Regions from separate parts of the Sus scrofa genome. Here all the other regions are linked to region 1. Evidence: chromatin contacts called from public HiChIP or PLAC-seq data. All regions are on one chromosome and are shown on one strand. Each heading gives the region's core, a stretch centred on a gene start, on an enhancer-like site or on the middle of the called end of the contact. The rest is flanking DNA. Distances are from core to core; before and after follow the strand shown.

The links. HiChIP or PLAC-seq counts read pairs in DNA pulled down with a chosen protein or histone mark.
Region 2: an H3K27ac HiChIP or PLAC-seq map of alveolar macrophages shows a contact between it and region 1. The contact joins two enhancer-like sites. A contact is called at or near these places in 1 of 47 Hi-C or Micro-C datasets (embryonic fibroblasts) and 1 of 2 datasets of contacts at active chromatin or transcription factors (alveolar macrophages).
Region 3: an H3K27ac HiChIP or PLAC-seq map of alveolar macrophages shows a contact between it and region 1. The contact joins two enhancer-like sites. A contact is called at or near these places in 1 of 5 promoter capture datasets (liver), 1 of 47 Hi-C or Micro-C datasets (embryonic fibroblasts) and 1 of 2 datasets of contacts at active chromatin or transcription factors (alveolar macrophages).

Annotation. Positions count from the first base shown.
Region 1 is chr9:86,655,436-86,659,519 of Sscrofa11.1, forward strand. All of the region lies in intron 4 of LOC110255481 (a long non-coding RNA gene), which reads right to left. Among named protein-coding and RNA genes, the nearest start is that of AHR, 150 kb to the left of the region's middle. Within about 2 kb of position 2,451, at least 13 of the 83 cell types and tissues checked have an H3K27ac peak or open chromatin away from gene starts, as enhancers often do. A contact at or near this core is called in alveolar macrophages and embryonic fibroblasts, where this site is marked.
Region 2 is chr9:86,852,512-86,857,004 of Sscrofa11.1, forward strand. The region is part of intron 1 of LOC110255481 (a long non-coding RNA gene); the gene reads right to left. Among named protein-coding and RNA genes, the nearest start is that of SNX13, 230 kb to the right of the region's middle. Within about 2 kb of position 1,665, at least 9 of the 83 cell types and tissues checked have an H3K27ac peak or open chromatin away from gene starts, as enhancers often do. A contact at or near this core is called in alveolar macrophages, where this site is marked.
Region 3 is chr9:86,425,017-86,429,398 of Sscrofa11.1, forward strand. No RefSeq gene overlaps it. Among named protein-coding and RNA genes, the nearest start is that of AHR, 85 kb to the right of the region's middle. Within about 2 kb of position 2,230, at least 10 of the 83 cell types and tissues checked have an H3K27ac peak or open chromatin away from gene starts, as enhancers often do. A contact at or near this core is called in alveolar macrophages and embryonic fibroblasts, where this site is marked.

The sequences.
Region 1 (4,084 bases), core at 1,201-3,700:
AATACCCATTATTATTTTTATTCTTATTCAATGGGTCTATCTCACGAACATGGGAAAGTTTCAAATAAAAATAACAAAAATATTTTCCATCTGAAAAACAATTTATTCAAAAACAATGTCACTGCTGAGTTAAAAGGCAAAAGTGAGAGATTTTTAAAGTGTTAAAAAGATCAGTATTTTGCAATTCCATTCTAAAAATATGTGCAAGATATTTTTAAACATTTGTAAACGCTTATATTGGGAACTTAGAAATCCTTTTAAATGAATCCATTTTTGCATAGAAATCATATGCATACAAATAGAAAGATACTAGAAAAGAAATTGTTGAATTAATTTTAAAAATATATTTTAAAACTTTTCCTGGGAATTCCTTAATGAAAAGGCAGCAAGAAGATAATGAAAAAGGACCAAACAGATGTTGGTTTCCCCTGAAATTTGCCAAACTTTTACAGCATCGTTACAATAGATTTCCATTTGAGTCTCCATAGTTTCAAAGTAAGTGGGACATTTGGATCCAGAAGAGAGCAGAGATGATTAAAGGGTTGGAAACCCGGGCTTATAAGGAAGGGATCACGGAAATGATGTTGGTTGGCCAAAAGAAGGAGAAGGCTGTGCGTGGCTTAATTGCAGTCTTGGTGTGTCTAATACACCTTATAAAGGGGTTGGGGAACAGATGTTGTTGCCCAATGAAAACAGAAAGAGATGGAATGGGAGCAATTTAGCTGTGACTTGAGAAAAATCTTCTTATAGAGTTAACGCATTTTTTTTTTTTTGTAAATAGCTATTGAGGAGCTAAAACTTCGGTCTTGCAACCAATATTTATTCAATTCTTCCTCTGTCTTAGATACTGTTTTAAGTGCTAGGGATTAATTAATAAATAATAATTCACATGTAGACATAGAAATATATATACTGAGTAGGATTTTCCCTTTGTCCCAGAATTGTCCTTGCCACAGACTTGGTGACCTGTGTCTACTAGAATGTAACAGAAGAGAGACAGCTGAGTGGGGAGGGCAGAAGTGGTGTGTTCCTGTGTTCCTTCATCTGTTGTACAAGAATGCACAAGTTTACTGAGGACATCATTGAAAATGCTTAGGTGGGAGGTCTTCAGCTGATATGCTACCAAAGACTGCTCTGGGAGTAAGGGGAGCCAGCAGCAAGATCCTGTAGGATGTACCACAGAAGGTGGGAGAGCACTGGGCTGCAAAGAATGCAGATGGATAGTCCAGCTCAGGAAATTACTCAGTCGGCAGGTTTCCCTTGTAGACCTACCTTCCTACCCAAGAACTGATTCAGCAGCCACCATGTAAATGCCTGCATCCCAGAGGCACCAACATCAGTCTTGGATTAGCCAGAGAAACAGTAGCAACCAGAAACAAAAATGGACACAGAGGCCAGTGATATTATGAATAAAATGTTTAAGCATTGCTTAAGATGAAGGAGTCATCTATTATCTATCAGTCAGAAAGATATTAATGCACACATCTCTAAGCTTCTTTCTAAGAAATGTTGTTCTTAAAGTTCTTCAAGATTTAGATCATTGTTCCTCCATCTGTGTCAGCTAGAAAAACTAAATGATAATTCACATAGTTGGCTTTAAGTGTATTTGTTGCATTCTAATGATTTGAAATTTGAAAATCAAACTACGTGATTTACTATTACTCAGAGTGTCTGAGTAAACAAAATACTGTTTTCTTTCACAACAGTTCTCATACTCTGGCAAACATGCACTTGGCTGTTGGCTTGAGTGGCTAATGTTGTTCAGTACCCCTGCTAATGCCAGAGGCTTGTATTTCCCCCTCAACTACAGTTTGGCTCAGAGCTAAGTCCTCTCTGGGCATTTCCCTGAGTTGGAGGGAGCCACTAAAACTAAAATGCTCTCTCACAGGGTGCATCTGCATCCAGCAGCTGACTGGCACAGAGTGGAAGACTTGGCCCTCTTTGGAGCCTCAATTCAAGATAGTCTGAAGGGCAATCAGCTCCAGAACTCCCCATGAGATTGCCTGAGGCCTTCGTTGCCCCTGAACGTCACCCCAGTTTCTCTGGCTCTCTGCTCTACCTGGCACTCTGACCCCCAGAGCACATTCCAAAAAGCCCCTTTCATGCAACTCTCTGTCTCAGAGTCTGTGTGCTGGGGAATTTGACCTAAGACAAATGACTATATTTAGGAAGTAAGCAACAAATTAGTGATCAATATAAGAGTAATAATTGTGGCTATTAAAAATTAATATTATATAAATTCTAAAATGTAAGCTCATTTCCATCTTTTACCTCAGTTCCATTAATGTAAGAATTAATTCTTTGATCTAAGTTAGGAGGGTAGCAGAGAAATCAATTTAACAAACAAATCTTCTTAAGCTCTCTATGACCAACTCCCAACTTGGGGAAAATTAAGTCCAGTGACTATTAGACTAAATACTATCACAAACTAGCAAATACAGGAAATGCCCCACCACCCCATCTCCTTCTTCTCTCCCAGTATTTCCTCATCTGTGTCTGTTAAGCAAGTGATGATTCATCAGAACCCAGAAGTGGAAAGGCATTGCTACTAACTTTCAAAAGACATAAAAACTATTCCTTCTATTACACAACAAGATAGAAATTCTTATTTATTTTGTTTAATTTGAAAAGCCTTTCTTTAGAGTATTTTGTCTACTTTATTATACAGCCAATGGATATTACTGAAAAATGTGATTCTGTTATAGTGTTCTGGCTTGTATAACTATAAAGAAGTTTTCTGAAATGGCATCCAGGCCTGCTTTCCCTTGTAAACATCACTGGTGAGGGAGCATTCTAAAGTGTGATTTGGAGCTGGCTGGATATATTTTTAGAAAACCTAATTGAGGAAGTTTTTAGGTTGGATTCCCCCTAAAAGCAGACCCTGAGACAATGATTTCAGTCCAAATGGTTTATTTGCGGAGTGAAGCCGTGGTAGGAGAGTGGGGAAGGAAGGAAACCAGCAGAGGACATATTAATGAACAGATAAGTACTCAATAAAAATGGAGCTCAATCCTCCTACAGAGAACACACTTCAAAGTTGTCCCACCTAAGATATAAAGAGGCTGGAGTATTTATCTACCAACTCCTGACTGGTTGATTAAGGGATGCTTACAGGGTGGTTCACTACCCAGATCTTCCAGCTTTCCCTATACACATATGGACCAAGCTTGCTGCTCCTGCCAGAGAAAGCTCTTAGGCAGAGAGTTGCATGCATTTACATTAAGAAACTGTCTTACTAGAAGGGCATTGAGGGAATAAGAGTGGGATATCAACAGCACCCGCTAAAGTTATGCAATACTTTGCCTGAAAGCCTTTGAAAATAAATAGGCCTCTGACAAGACTAAAATCTATCCCTTTTGGGAGATAATAGAAGTGATTGTTAGACTTAATTGTAATTCTAATACTCTAGGCATCTAGAAAAATTAAATGCTATTGATAAATAAAAGCAAGCTGAATATATTTTTGATAAAATTTCACAAATAATTTTATCAAAAATATATTCAACATTATTTATGAAAAGTGTGCTATGAAGAAGTAATACTGTTAAATATCCATACAACCCAAAACCGTCTCTAGATTCTATGCAATCCCTGTGAAAATTCCAATGACATTTTTATAGACATTAAAAAATAATCCTAGAGTTTATTTGAAAACACAAAAGATGTTGAATCACCAAAGCAATCTTGAGAAAGAAGAACAAAGAGGGTATCATACTTCCGGATGTCAAACTATACTTCAAAGCTACAGCAATTAAAATAGTATAGTATTGGTACAAAATTAGACACACAGAACAAGAATAGAGAACCCAGAAATAAATCCGTGCATATATATTCAACTAATATTTGACAAGAGAACCAAGATTACTCGCTGGAGAAAAGAGAGTCTCCTTAATAAATGGTGCTTGGAAAATTGGGCAGTCACAAGCAAAATAATGAAATTAGATCCTTATCTTTCACTACCCACAAAAATTAAATAAAAATGGATTAAATACTTAAACATAAGATGTAAAACCATAAACTTCCTAGAAGAAAACAGGAATTCTTAACACTGATCTTGGCAATGAGTTTTTAAATAAAACATTTAT
Region 2 (4,493 bases), core at 415-2,914, 200 kb after region 1:
GACCCCTCCCTGAGATTACAATTCAGACGGTCCAAAGAAAATAGTTTCCAGTAACTCTGCACATATTTCTGATACCCACCCAGGTCTAGCACATTGTTTTTCCAAGGAAGATTCCAGTTGACTGCTTATCAATTGACATACAAATGACTCCACAATGATTCAAAGAAGTGATAGGAAAAACAGGCGATTGGGGTTCATCTACTGATTCAAAAAAAAGGCAAAAAGTTTTGCCTTATTAAATTCACCAGCCTGAGAGTTCCCAATGTGGCTCTGTGGAATCAAATCTGACTAGTATCCATGAGGATGAAGGTTTAATCCCTGGCCTTGCTCAGTGAGTTGGGGATCCACCGTTGCCGTGAGCTGCAGTGTAGGTCGTAGATTCGGCTTGGATCCTATGCTACTTTGGCTGTGGTGTAGGCCAGCAGCTGTAGCTCTGATTCAACCCCTAGCCTGGGAACACAGGCTGTGGGTACAGCCCTAAAAAGAAAAAAAAAAAAATTCATCAGACCCTACACAGGTGATTGCACAGCAGGATATTAGGTTATTTTTAGGCAGAAGGAATGGTATATACACTGAGTCATGGCCAATGGAAAGATTTTAGAACAACATAGAAATGCTCATGCCATTAAAATGACTTAGTTAAGCCATCATTACTTCATTGCTGCAGTTACCCAAACTGGCAGAGGTTCCCTATCCTAACTGTGCCTAGAGTAATCTGCCAAGAAATGTATATACACATTGGCCCACTTAACCAGAAATTTGCAGAATGGGATCTGGAGAATCTATATTTTCAATAACTCCAGGTGATTCTTTAGAGAAGAAAGATTTGAAAATCTCAGGCCATTCCAAGGTCTTTCTCTATTCCCTTTAGTCAGATTTTGCCTTAAAGGAGCTGCCTGGTAAATCTTAAGCCATTTCCACTAGACCTTCCTGATAGGAGATCTTTCCAATGGCATTCCAGATATCCATAACGAAGTAATAAATGATGGCTTCGATGAAGACAAAAATTTGGTTTGCGTTAGCTGATATTCTTTCATCTTTCCAATGGCCATCACAATGATGGCTTAACTAAGTCATTTTAATGGCATGAGCATTTGTATGTTGTTCTAAAATCCTTCCACTGGCCATGACTCAGTGTATATACCACTCTTTCTGCCTAAAAATAACCTAATATCCTGCTGTACAGACAATTAAAAAGCAGCTGAAAAGTTTAACTACTTCATTGAGTAAACATCTTAACTGGGTACTCATCTCATGAGCTACCCTTTCTTTAAATATACTTGCAGACAGTTTTCCTTCAATTGCAAAAAAAAAAAAAAATCTCCATTATGAAACTTTCCTTTCAATTATAACACAGGAGATATTTTGATGTACACCAACCGACAAAAAGAGTGTTTGCCAGTTGGTGTGTTTCCCTTATTATGTAAAATTGGAAATGGAAACTGCGGCCTTGATGAAAACACTGAAATTCCAGTAAGTAGGATTAGTCATACTTTTCGTGTACCAGGGTTAGATTTCCAACAGCAAGTAAAAGTTCCCTGAGCTACTAGTAGAAGAAAACATACTCCAATTAAAAGAAAAAAGAAGGAACTACACAGGCTTGCAAGAGCCAAAGCAGGGATGAGTAACATTTGACATTTGAAAGGCTGGAATCTGAGCAAACGCCTTTCTCCCAGAGGAGAAACTTCTCACCAAATAGTTGGCTCATTGTGGTATCTCGCTTTCTTTGAAACAGCAAGTCTCAAATCTTTAGGGAGAAGGCAAATTAATGAAAACCTTTTTGGCTTAACTCCTCACAGCCTGGGAACTGGTGTAATCAAATCAAGAAGTTCCAGCCAACTGAGATTTAAATTAGACCCTGGCCAGAGGAGTGGGAAGGGCCTCAGTTGTAACTGATTGTTGACAGGCCTGGGGCCCCTCCTGTGCTCCCTCAATGAGTGTCTGGGGGCTTTTTACTTCCACTCTTAATAAGGTCTCACTGTTTGAGAGCTAACATTTGGACCTCCTTCTTCGTCTTGAACATTAGAACAGTTACCCTTTCAACTGCAGGAAATATTTTCATATAAACACCAGAGCAAGTAGGTAAAAGGATGAGTCAGGGATCAAAAAAATCTGCACTGTCACCCCCATAATTCAGAGAGAACGAGAGACAAAGGAGCAAAGAAATAGAGTAGACCTTTAGACGTTCCTAAGCATTTAATTAAAGTAAGATTTATACACGTTCCATACGTCTCAGAATCCTTCAGATCAGCGGAGTATAAAATAACCCTTCCGCAACACGATGTTAAGTTTCTTAAATGCCAATGGCCAAATTTAGAGTATTTACGTGTTTTTCTTCCAAACCCTCTATGCACTCCAAGTAATCTCTTTTGAAGCCATCATATCCCCTCACAACTCACACAGAAAATTCAAGTCTTATTCTACTTCTTCTAAATCCTTCCCAATCAGATGAGCAAAAATTAGTAAGGTCTTAGTGAACCTGAGGCTAGGCCTGATGCCCTGCCCTGTTCCACCCACAAACAGGATAAAAACAAGAACCCATTGCCACCCTATCTCCCAAGCTAACAGTGTCCACGAACTTTCCTGGCACCTTACTGTTCCTTACATGGTTCTTCCTCCTCCTAAGTCAGTTTATAATGCATACTCCTGAATAAATGCTTGTATTAGTTTCCTAATACAAAGCACCAGAAAATGGGCAGCCTAAAACAGAAATTTATTGTCTCCCAGTTTTTGAGGCTAAAGTCTGAGATGAAGTTGTTGGCAGGGCTGGTTCCTTCTGAGGGCTGTGAGGGAAGGCTCCATTTCAGGTCTCTCCACCTGGTTTGTAATGGCCATCTTCTCCTTGTCTCTTCATATCATCTTCCCTCTATGTGTATCCCTTTGTCCAAGTTTCCCCTTCTTACCAGGACAACAGGCATGCTGGATGAGAGCCTACCTTAATGACCTCACTTTTGCTTGGTTACCTCTATAAAGATGCTATCTCCAAAAAAAAGAAAAGTGACATGTTGAGTTCCTAGGGATAAGACTCCAAACATAAATTTTGGTCAAAATCCAACCCATTAAAATCCTCTACCTGACCTTAGACAGTAAACACTAATGCCTAACACTCTGAGAAGCAAGGATGCAAACACACCAGGCCATATGTCATCTCAGTAATATCTTTAGAAGGAAGCTTACAGAATGCCCTTACATGCAGTTATCTGTAGAATGCTAAATGAAATTCACAGCAATCTGGTTATCCATAAGATACCTTTTCTTATAAATGTATACAAAGTGTTCTCTATTATACATTATGAAATAGTGAAACTAAAATCTCAACAGAGAGTTATCTTTGGCTTTTTTAGTTTTTCTCTGCTAAATGCAATTACCAAGCTGATGTCTCCATTTTGTGCATTGACTGGTGAGACAACAATATAGTTTTGTCACCCTCATTGAGGTAGGAGGTAGATGGGCCCCTGGGCTGAGAACAGCTGGGACTTATTAGGCCAAGGAAACTGGGCCTTGTTTCTCTTTGACACCTCAAGGAAAATGTCAGCTGAAGGAGCTGAGCTCAGCTGGAGTAGAGGGATAAGATTGTTGGAAGAACAAATCGTCTAACAATCTTAGAAGAGATAAGATTGATAAGAAGAGGCGATCCCTTTGTGGTGCAGTGATTAACAAATCTGACCAGGAACCATGAGGTTACAGGATTGACCCCTGGCCTTGCTCAGTGGGTTAAGGATCCAGTGTTGCCGTGAGCTGTGGTGTAGGTTGCAGACCGGCTCAGATCCCACGTTGCTGTGGCTGTGGCAGAGGCTAGAGCAATGAGACTGCAAGAGGAGTCTGTTGACCGACAGAGTGGTTGGGAGCTCTGAGGAGCCTTGAGACTCAGGCTCCCCCACCACAGGGGAGTGTTTGTGTTTTTTTATGTTTTTTTATAGACACGGTTTGTTTTGTTGATCCATGTGGTCAGTGGCCTTGGGGCTATCTTTGTCTTTGGGAACTCATCCCTTACATGGTCCTGTTTGTTAAGAAAGAGTCTGTCTCCTTCTAGGCCTTGTTTCATTTTCCATATGACCACTTCAATCACTCCTGGAGTTAAGGAGATCTCCCCAATTACACATGCACAGTAAGACTCCTAGGGGTCAGAAAGGGAGGGGGTGCCGAGCCATAATAAATCCTGATAATCCTGATACCATCCTGCCACCCTTTGCTCTGGAATCCATCTTTGCCAAAAGATGAATATGCATATCGGGGAGGGTCCTGTGTCCAGCCAGTTGTGAGAGTTAAAACAAGATAATTGGCCAAAGGTAAACAAAGGCCAGGAAGAACTGTCCTATATAAGTGATTTAAATCACCTCTCTGACGTGCTTCTCATTGAGGCGGGTGCCCACACCCTCAGTCCTCTTTAGGGTGGGTATTACTTCTTTGCTTCTGACTTAAATAAACTACTTGTCTGTGTGCTCTCCTGCATGTTGTACTTTGACTCCAACAATAAACTTTATACCTGTTTC
Region 3 (4,382 bases), core at 980-3,479, 230 kb before region 1:
AAGAAGCTGAGGCTTAAGGAGGTAAAGCACAGGGTCAAAGAATCTATACTGTTTGATATTGGGATGTGGTTACATTTCAGAGTAGTAACTGGAGAGAGTGGCACGTGGAAACCCACTCAGAGAATGGCTATGTCTTCTTTTTTGGTCTGGGTGCAGGTTACATAGGGATATTTACTCTGTGAAATTTCATCAATCTTTACACTGCTATACACACACACACAACACTTCAATAAATGTTTCAGTTTTACAAACTCTAATAATAATTTAAAAAATAACTTGTTCATGGTCTCAGGAGAGGAAGTGTAATAGAATGCAGATCTTTCTGTCTCTAGAGCCTAGAGGTTTAGGCTGAGCTCACTGCCTTCCCTTTGATAGCCTTAGCATACATGGATAATGTGAAGACTATGGGACTGAATGCCATGAATATCTGGGCTTTTGCTGTCTGAATAATCTCCTTGGGGAAATAGACTTGCCCCTGATAGTGTGGAAAAAATGTTGGGCAATAGTCTCTCCAGAGGAAACATTTATTATGGATTTGGGAAAAGAGGATGTTGAAACTGACATGGCCTCTGCTGTGCAGCAACAGGAACCAAGGCTTGGTTTCCAGAGACCTCAAAGATTGTCAAAGAGTAATGACTTGGCACTCAAAATTAAGTTTAGGTTTTCTTTGATCCTAAATCTGTCCAGTGCACTAAACTGGGCTATACTTCTATGATCCCGTCATGGTCAGTTGTGTAGAAATAAAGCTAATCTTCAATTCTGAGTTAAGCTGACCCTCCTCCACAAAAAAAGGGGGAAAAAGGGAACTAAGAAATAATGGCAAGGAGAAAAATGGAATAGCAAAAACAAGGTAAGAGAAGTTTCACACCAAAAGGGCCAGTCAAAGAGGTGAAAACCTACAGGGTACAGTGGACCGGAAACCACAGAAAGTAAAACAGAATGAGAAAGCTCTGGTTTTGTACTGGAGGCAGAGTTTAAAGAGATTTCTAAGATGCTATGATTTCATCCTTGGGTGGGAGCAACCTATGTACAGCATGAATTGGTTTGCACTACTTTAGGGCAACTCAAGGTTCTAAGTATTTTCCTCTACGTATTTAGTGACTATGTATGTGTTACTTGCCACAGGGAAAATGTGGATCGTGAAAATTATGGTTTCTGTTTCTCAAACACTGCTAATAAAACATCTCTATAAACATCTTTATGTCCAACACATTGACATTAAACACTCTGGTTCCATTGAAGCTTTTTACACAGTAGCTGACACCTGTGCACAGCTCTGGTTTCCCCTCGGAAATATACAGGAAAATATGGGCGCTTCACTAGTCCCTTTCCCATAAATGTTTTCCAAGTTTCATAGACAAATATCCTCTGTATTTTGTCTGCTGAAATATTCATTTCATTGTCACTGGGAGTTTGGCAGGTCTTAGCTCACCCAGGTCATGTTGTTCCTTCCCTTCTGCAAAAGTTGCATAAAACTTCAGGTCAGAGGAGGCCACTCTATGGGTAGATTCAGCAGCACTTTCTTCTACTTCTGTGGCTTGAAATACTCCATGGAAGACTGCACAGAGCTTATCTTCTTTCTATTGCTTTAGACACGTAGGAGTTGCTAACAACACTTAATAATCTCCTGAAAGGAGAGGCCCCATCTCTTAGGATGTAACATGTTGAGAACTAGTCTAGGAAGTTAACCTAAACCACACATTAGTAACTGAAACTTTCAAATTCATGCTGTTGGGAAAAAAAAGGAAAGCCAAAAGTTAAAATTGTTGTTGGTTACTGAATGCCATCAGAACAAGAAAGAAAAGAGAGGAACTGCATAAAAAAAAAAATAAAACTAAAAGTTGGTGTTGTAAAAGACATAATGAGACATGGTAAATATGGCAAGCTAGTGGTAATCCTCTCTCTCTTGAAGTGTTGTCATAAGAGTGAGAAAAATTGTATATGGATCACCCAGCGAGTATTCATATGTTCTAGACCAATACAAGTGTATTTTACCTGTAGTATTTACTTCTGTTATCTTTAATTCCTCACAAGCACTTATAAAGTAGACTCAACCCTGTTTTACAGATAAGAAAATTGAAAGTAAAGGAAGCATACATTTCTTGTCCACGGTGAGACAGCTACTCATTCTGAGTCAGGATTTGCACCCAGGCAGTTTAGCTCCAGAGATAAGAGCATTAACCCCTACGTTGCAGAACTGGCCTCAGTGTACAGAGGAGTTCTGAGCAAGGTCTCAACTCCTGACTTTGACCAGGTGGGGGCAGCAGGAGATGCTCAGTGCTTTAGTCAGAGTGATCTTTCCAATATGTAACTCTATAGATTGTGTTCTCTTGCTTTAAAACGCAGTAAGTGTTGAGTTCAGACTGCTGTGGAAATGTAGTGAAGCACTTCATGATGTGGGGTCTGCCTATCCCTTTAACTCATGCATTGTTGGCTGCTCTTGCTATTGTTTTTGTTTTGTCTTTTTGTCTTTTCTAGGGCCACACTTGCGGCATATAGAGGGTCCCAGGCTAGGGGTTCAGTCGGAGCTGTAGCCACCGGCCTATGCCAGAGCCACAGCAACGCGGGATCCAAGCCACGTCTGTGACCTACACCACAGCTCAGAGCAGCACAGGAGCCTTAACCCACTGAGCGAGGCCAGGGATGGAACCTGCAACTTCATGGTTCCTAGTCACATTCGTTAACCACTACGCCACGAGGGATACTCCGCTATTGTTTTTTTGTTTGTTTGTTTAAATATATTGTTTCTTTAATATAATATATCGGATTTTGCCATACTCTGTTGTAGTTGCTTATATACAAGTCTATCTGCCTGAGAGGCTAGAATCCAGTGAGGGAGCTTCCATGTTTGTTTTCTCTCTGTTATACTCCATTAGGGAGTAATAGCCAAAATTTGAATTAACAGAAGTCACAGGCCTCAGTCAATCAGGATAGACATCTGAAGTAACCAAGCAGTAGGATTTTGTCATTGGGTAGCCTTCCATTACAGACCACTGGTGGATACTTTCTATTTGTGAATGAATGAATGAATGAACGATGTTAAGAAATAGCACTAGATATTTTTGCCTTTGGTTTCATTCTCACTCTTGGCTCTGCTTTATGTCCTTTTTCTTCCTCAATTCTAAGTTATATATTTAAAAATATATTTTGGGAATTCCTGTTGTGGCATAGTAGGATCGGCAGCCTCTTGGGATCACTGGGACACAGGTTTGATCCCTGACCCAGCACAATGGGTTAGGGATCTGGCACAGCCACAGCCGTGGCTTGGATTTGATCCCTGGCCTGGGAATTACATATGCCGGGGGTTGGCCAAAAAAGAAAAATGTTTCTGTATCCTTAAAATTAGATTTTAATCTCTTTCGTGATGAGGATTGGGATAAGTTAGTACATAAAACTGTTGGTGGATATTAACTACCATTGAAACTGATCACTACAAGGATCAATAAGATGGGTGTTCACCTGAAAAATAGGCTGTGGATTATAATACCTTTTTTTCCAAATATCAACCGTTCTGGCTGTTTTGGTGTCTCGAATTTAGAGATTTGTTTCTTATAATTAAAATGTTGCCTTTCAAAGATGAACTGCAAGCTATCCTGGAATGGTTAAGTACTGAAAAATTTAATTAATATTTTAAAATCTTAGCATTGATTCATTTTATTGTTTCCACTTGATACCTTAAAAATTAAGAAGTAAAATAAAATAATCTCAAAAGCCACTTAAGGCAAATGCTGCATTTTTATTGGAGTAAAGAGGAAGAGATTAATCTAAAATTGTGAGAGAAATGCTGGGTACAAATTTTAATTGCACGGAAAGCATATGGACATGCATTTTATACATGTCCAGATAGTTGATCGTTAATAAGCTCACAGCTGATTTCAATGTTCAGCAGCTAGATTTGGGCACCACTGATGGAGCATAGGTTCATGTGGCAAAATTACATCTGGAAAGGGGACCCAAGGGCATCCTCGTGCCTTGAGTTCCTAGGATGGAAAGGTACATTAAATGAGAGGAGGAAGAATATTAAAGTGGCATCTCAGGACACAAAAGATAAATCTTCCAGCTTTAGACATAAGGAAATTATTTGTTTAGATACAACATATAGTTTCTTTTGAAAGTCAGAAAGCACCCTATCCTCTGGAAGAAAAATCTTTTCGGCGTGAAGACTAGAAACAAAAAGTATCTCTGGTCAAACTCTTAACCAAAGCACTTTAATTTCAGAGCGTTCCAATTGAGAGTTGGTGGCATAAATAAATAAGGCATTTCAAGCTCAAATAGCCAGTTTCCTTTGATTTAGCCTCTCCTTTTCAAGGTACTACAAACAATGACTTTATGTTGCTTAGGGCCAAAGTAATTCACATTTTTACCTTAAAATTGTTTCTTAT